Regions from separate parts of the Sus scrofa genome. Here region 2 is linked to region 1. Evidence: chromatin contacts called from public HiChIP or PLAC-seq data. All regions are on one chromosome and are shown on one strand. Each heading gives the region's core, a stretch centred on a gene start, on an enhancer-like site or on the middle of the called end of the contact. The rest is flanking DNA. Distances are from core to core; before and after follow the strand shown.

Region 1 (2,967 bases), core at 212-2,711:
TATGTATCTGTGTGTATATATGTATATGTATGTGTGTATGTGTATATGTGTGTGTATGTGTATATGTGTGTATATATGTATATTTATCTGCGGGTATATATGTATATTTGCATATGCATGTGTGTATATGCATATATATATGTGTGTGTACACCCATGTATATGTATGTGTGCACACACACACATATATATGTATATCTGAATCACTTGGCTGTACACCTGAAACTGACACAATATTGTGAATCCACTCTACTTCAATAAAAAAATAAAACTTAAAAATAAAAACAAAAAATAAAAACAACTCTGATGATGTCAGTGTCAATGGATTGATTCAGTTGGAATGATCTTGTTTTCTATGTATTGATATGCCACTGTCATGTGATTATTTAAATATTTTATGCAGATAGCATGAGTTGTGGTGATACCTGTTTCTTTACTTTTTTAATGTACCTAATAAAGTATGTAAAATACTTATGTGGCTTGCTCAGTTGTAACTCTGGGGGATAATGACACATTGGAACTCAATAATAAGGGAGGCAGGACATAGCCCTCCTGGAGATGGTTATGGACACCTCGAGATTAATCTGGTCCTGCCACCAGTGTCTAGAAACCATCTTAGGAACCCTAAAAAACTTCAGTATATATTGCAGAAGGTGGTAGAGCGTGGTGAGGTGTATAGGCTTGGGATTCCAACTAACCCTGAACTTGAATCCCAACTCTGACAATTTGAGGGATGACTCTGAGCCTCAGTTTTCCCATGTGCTAAACTGGAGAGTGAACATTACCAAACTCAGAGGGTTATGGGGAAGATTATGTAAGATACTGGAGTCTGGCACTTGCCAATAATGAGTTCTCAGTAATTCTCAGCTATTAGGCAACTGGATTTAATGGAAGAGAGGCAAGAGGTGTATAAAATTACTTCTAGAGGCCCTTTTCTCTGATTCCCAGTCACATGGTTGCTGCAGAGGATGACCTTCTGACTCATAGAGATGAGGTTCATTGCAGCAATAAAATCAGCTCATAGAGAAGTATTTTTTTACCCATAGACTCAGCACAAAATGCATTCTCAAATGCCCATCAACTAACCACAATGACCTGCCCTTGCAAATCCCATGATCAGCTCTGAGCTCCACCTCCAGCCTCGCTGGGATGGGGTGTGGGGTTGGAGCTGAGTGGGCTCTCTTTCCATGCAGTTACTGGGTTTGTCAAAAAAGAATCCTTAGGAGGCCTAGCCCTCCTCCCCAAAACACACCTCCAGGCTCTCCCAAGGTCAACTGAACCCCCAGGCTAGATGTCACCAGAACGGTGGTATAAGTGACTCTCCAGCAAAGGGCCGAAGAAATCCTCTCCTCCTGATTTCTACCTTGCTCTCTGCCAAATTAAGAGAGTGAGCTGAGTCCTGGCACAACCCAGGCAGACAGACTAATGTCTTGGAGACCTCTCCTGGGTTCCTGCCAAGCAGGAGAGGAAGCTGTTTTATAGCTTGAGTCACTGGAGCCCAAGTTCTCTCCCAGTGCTTTTGAGTGGAAAAGGGAAACAACTGTGATTTCAGACAAAAGTGGAAGAAACAAGAAAACACAAACCCATTCCCAACTTCTCTGCATTGTTCCAGGACCCAGAACCAAGGAGAGAGCCAGAGAGTCTTGGATTTAGGACCAAAGAAGCAGAGACTCACCTGAACAGCAAAGCACTGCAACATTTTCACAAATGAGTATGTGGAGGCAGCCAATCCTCTAGTTAAAATAACCAATAAACCTACAAGGGCTATTAGTCCCTCTCTACCAGCTCCAGGGGGACTCTGAAAAACATTGCTCAATACCAGTAAATTCCTTCATTTCTCAAGGCCAGTGTCACAGGGAGTCATCAAGGAACCTTAAAGGAGAGGAGTACCAGGATTTTTGTAGCTGTGACTGACACTTTTTCTAATGAAAGGAAGAAAAGAAGGAATTTATTAAAAGGATCCCAAGTATCTCCTATAATCAGAACTAAGATTAAATAACCAAGCCATGGGAAATACAGAGATAGGACAACAGACCAGCTTCCTCCATGTGGCAGAATTACTCCAAGGAGCAGAGATTATTAGTATCCTAGTCCAACATGCATTCCTCCTTTCCTCATTAGTGACAGAACCCCAGTTTTATTGGGCAGCAATAGTTCCCAGCTAAAAGACTACACTTCCCAGCGATCTTTGCAAATAGGTTTGGCCATGTGACTAAGTTCAGACCAATGAAATGTAAGCAGAAGAGTTAAGCCTTCTAATAAGGTAGAGGGTCCTGCTCTTTTTCTCCCTTTTGTCCTTCCAGCTGCCAGGAATGCAAATAAGATCACTGAAGTTCCTGCAGCCTTACTGAAACTGATGACTTGGAGATTGGAAACTGTGCTGAAGATAGAGAAGCAGAAAGATCAGAGCCTGACTTTGAAACTCTCTTGCTGGCCCTGCACTGCCTGCTTTTGGACTTCTTTTCTATAAGAGCAATATATATGTCCATTTTATTAGTTGCTACTTTAGTTCTTTTTTGCTGTGGCATGTGTGGGGTGGGAGTTTCAGTCAAATGCAGCAATATCCAGTCTTGACTGATACACTATAATTAGGGTGTTTCTTGTATACAGTATTTTTAAGCAGAGATGGTCTGACTAGCTTCCTCAGTTCTTAGTTCAAAATCCTAGGAAAGTCCTCAGATTGGCCCAGCCTGGGTCATGTACCATCCCTGGACAGAGTGACACTGGTCAAGGAAGCACATCTTGAGAAGGGCCAGGAGCTGAGGGGAAACAGGAGGGATCCCGTGCTAGCCACTGCCCGCAGAGGGAGGGTAGCAGGTCCTAGAGCCTAAAGACAGCAATGAGTAGACAAGACCCATGAGTCTACTATCCAAAGAGATGTGTTAAAATTAGCTTAATTTGGGACAGACCTAGAGATTATCATACCAAATGTGCTAAAATAGACAGAGAAAAACAAATATGCTATGGT
Region 2 (2,967 bases), core at 244-2,743, 210 kb before region 1:
CCAGCCATAGCATCTGTTCATAGTGTCCTATCTGTCTTGGAACCCAACAAGCCCACCATGTGATTGATGGTGTTCCACTTGATAGGGAACCGAACGAGCAATGATTTGTCATTCACCATAAAGTACTGCTATTTCATCTGCTCCCCTTCCCCGGGACGCAGCGCTGGCTGTTTGCTCTATGCATCAATTTATAGTTTATCCTAAGACTAATGATGGTGTGTTTAAGAGGCAAGGTGGGGCTTTGTTTTTGTGTTCTACCAGCAGAGGATTACATTACTGATTGATCGTACGCGGTTGTCTGAGGCAAAAACATTTTGAATTGATACCTGGATTTGGACTACAATCAACTTCCTCGACAATGGCCTCTTGGTGCTGAATAGATCAAGAAGCTGCAGCTTTCTAATAGGGCCTCAAGGAGATTTTGACAATCCCCGCTAGCAGTGAGCAGTTTGTTGTGGTGGACGGGAGGCAAATAGATCATCCACAGGGCTGGCTTGCAGCTTCCAGGGGCCCAAGGAAATGCTCTAAGACCCTGCGATTCCAGAGAACTGAAATGGGGCAGGAACAGTCATGCGCTGGTGAATGCTGAGCAGTCAGCTCTCTTGTGGGGAAAAAAAAAAAAATATATATATATATATATATATGGCTTAATCGGTAGCATGTGCCAATTTCTGTGGTGTAAATACTCCCACCATGGCTGATTTTAAGCTACCAAAGTGATGCCGCTAAAGACAAATTTAGAAAGAGAGGTAACTCATTGGGTCATGAGCTGCTACAAACTGGCTCACCACAACACAGGGCATGGACTAGTGCTTATCATTTATTACCTACCGTCCTGTTCTAGGAAATGTCTTTTCTGATGAGAATGTTATTGAGGCTCAGAGAAGGCGTGTCACCTGCTCAAGATCACACAGATATAAAGAAGTCTTCTTACCCAAAAGTTGCATGATCTTCTCATCTCCTATAGTCCAGGGCATGGAGCCAGCTTGCTAAGACCAGTCTCTGATTCCAAGGCTCCTGCTCCCTCAAGGAGTTGCTACAAGGAAGGGGAAGATCCAAGGAAACGGGCCTTACATCAAAACTTCTGCCATTTCAGCCGGATTTCTTCCTATTCTTGCCACCTCACTTGCACTTGTGGGGAAATTCAGGTCTGCCCCTGAGGTCATTTGCCAATTTCTCCAACCCCAGTTACTCTGAGGAAACGGATGTAAACTTCCATGGTGACTCTTTCCTGGAGTCTGAGGAAGGAACACGCTGACCCCTAGGGATCCCAATCATAACAGTCCAAGAAGCCAATTCAACAACCAATTTGGCTGGAAAACGACATCACTTCCCCTTGGATTTGTTTTCTCCACTTCTAATTTTCCACCCACTGTCTTTATTAGTTCATTTCCTTCCTGAAATTCTGAAACAAATGAGGCAGTGGTGGGGGGAAGTGGTGAGCGAGGGGGCTGGGGCAGTGACCCGCCCTGGTGCTCTGGCTGGCAGGTTCCGGCACCGCGCAAAACAACGGGGCATTAATGGCTATTAATATCCACAGAGGAAGTGCTGAAAGGCCAGTAATGTAATTGCCATTTATTCATCCTATCAAGGGGTCCTCAGCTCCTCCTGGCAGCGTGTCACAGTGTCCTGAAGTGGGGAGTCTGGGGAGGGGGGAAGCGGAGAATAAGGAGAATCAGCTGGCCGCCCCCACTCACCACCCTATGGCACCGTGATGGGGGTGCTGGTCCACCTGTAGGCACTTTGGCTCCTGGGCAGACCCTGCAGCTCTCTGAGTTCCAAGGTGAGCACATTCTAGATGGTGGTGAGCAGTGGTCAGGGAGGCTGGCTGCAGACTCAGGGTGGCAACGCCTGGCTGTCCTACCTCTGCCTCTTTTTTTCAGAGCCCCACAGCTGTAGAAGACTCTATGTGACCGGGAGGAGAAAGGACCATAAATGGCCTGCGATTTTCAGCCCCTGAGGGGAGCCGTCCTCTGGACCGCTCATGAGCCCAGGTCACTTCCGAAGGCTGCAGAGGAAGGAGGTGGTGACCCAGCCCCTCTTTTTGGTACCCCCCACTCAAGGTGCCTGAGGCACTCTCCCCCTAGTCCTATCCCAGGAGAATGGAGCAGTTTGGCTTCTGGGGATTCCAGATCTGGAAAGGGTGGTGGGGAAGAAATCAGGGCTGTGTTTCCCCCCATTGGAGCCAGCTTGACTGGCAGCCTGGGCTAAGAAGAGCCCATTCTAAATGCTCCCCGGGGTCCAGAATGGAACTCATTACATCAAACCTGCCGGTAGCCAGCAGCTCTGCTTTGTGAGCTGTGAAACAAATGTTTATCCACCACTCCGTGCGGTTCAGAGCTATTTAAGGAGCTCAGGGTGTTGAGCTGCAGGCAAGAGCTGTGCGTGCGAGGCCAGCGCGCTGGCACAGAGCAAGGCGGGCAGAGCGGGGACGGGAGCCTCCAGCCTCCAGGCTCCAGGACTCAGCTGAGCGCGGAGGGATCACAGCAACACGGGTGTTACGAGTGCCTTTCATCTGGAGCCCCTGCCTCTCCTTTCTTCCACTTCCCCATTTCCCTTCTCTCTCATTCTCTTTCCTTCTCTCTCTCTCTTTTCCCGGATTTACTTCCTCCATCTGCTTTCCTCCCTCCCTCCTTCCCTCCTTCTCTCCCTATCTTCCCTCATGCCCCCCCTTCCCTTCCTCCATCCCTCCCTTCCTCTCTCCCTCCCTTCTTTCTTCTCTCCTTCCCTCCTCCCCTTCCTCCATCCCCCCCCCTCCTCTCTTCCTTCCCTTTCATTCCATCATTTCCCCTCTCTTCCCTTGGGCAGGTCTGTGGTGCCCTCATCACACTCCAATAGGCGTTGTTCTCTCTTGTGGAGACAGTGATGAAATTCACAAAATGGATAGGAGAATAAAATAAAACTTGGAGTTTCTGTGGTGGCTCAGCAGATTGCAAACCCAACTAGTATCCATGAGGATGCAGGTTT

What was found. HiChIP or PLAC-seq counts read pairs in DNA pulled down with a chosen protein or histone mark.
Region 2: a contact with region 1 is called in an H3K27ac HiChIP or PLAC-seq map of alveolar macrophages. The contact joins two enhancer-like sites. A contact is called at or near these places in 1 of 47 Hi-C or Micro-C datasets (brain) and 1 of 2 datasets of contacts at active chromatin or transcription factors (alveolar macrophages).

Annotation. Positions count from the first base shown.
Region 1 is chr9:43,173,190-43,176,156 of Sscrofa11.1, reverse strand. No RefSeq gene overlaps it. Among named protein-coding and RNA genes, the nearest start is that of CADM1, 190 kb to the right of the region's middle. Within about 2 kb of position 1,461, at least 11 of the 83 cell types and tissues checked have an H3K27ac peak or open chromatin away from gene starts, as enhancers often do. A contact at or near this core is called in alveolar macrophages, where this site is marked.
Region 2 is chr9:43,379,332-43,382,298 of Sscrofa11.1, reverse strand. No RefSeq gene overlaps it. Among named protein-coding and RNA genes, the nearest start is that of CADM1, 400 kb to the right of the region's middle. Within about 2 kb of position 1,493, at least 15 of the 83 cell types and tissues checked have an H3K27ac peak or open chromatin away from gene starts, as enhancers often do. A contact at or near this core is called in alveolar macrophages, where this site is marked.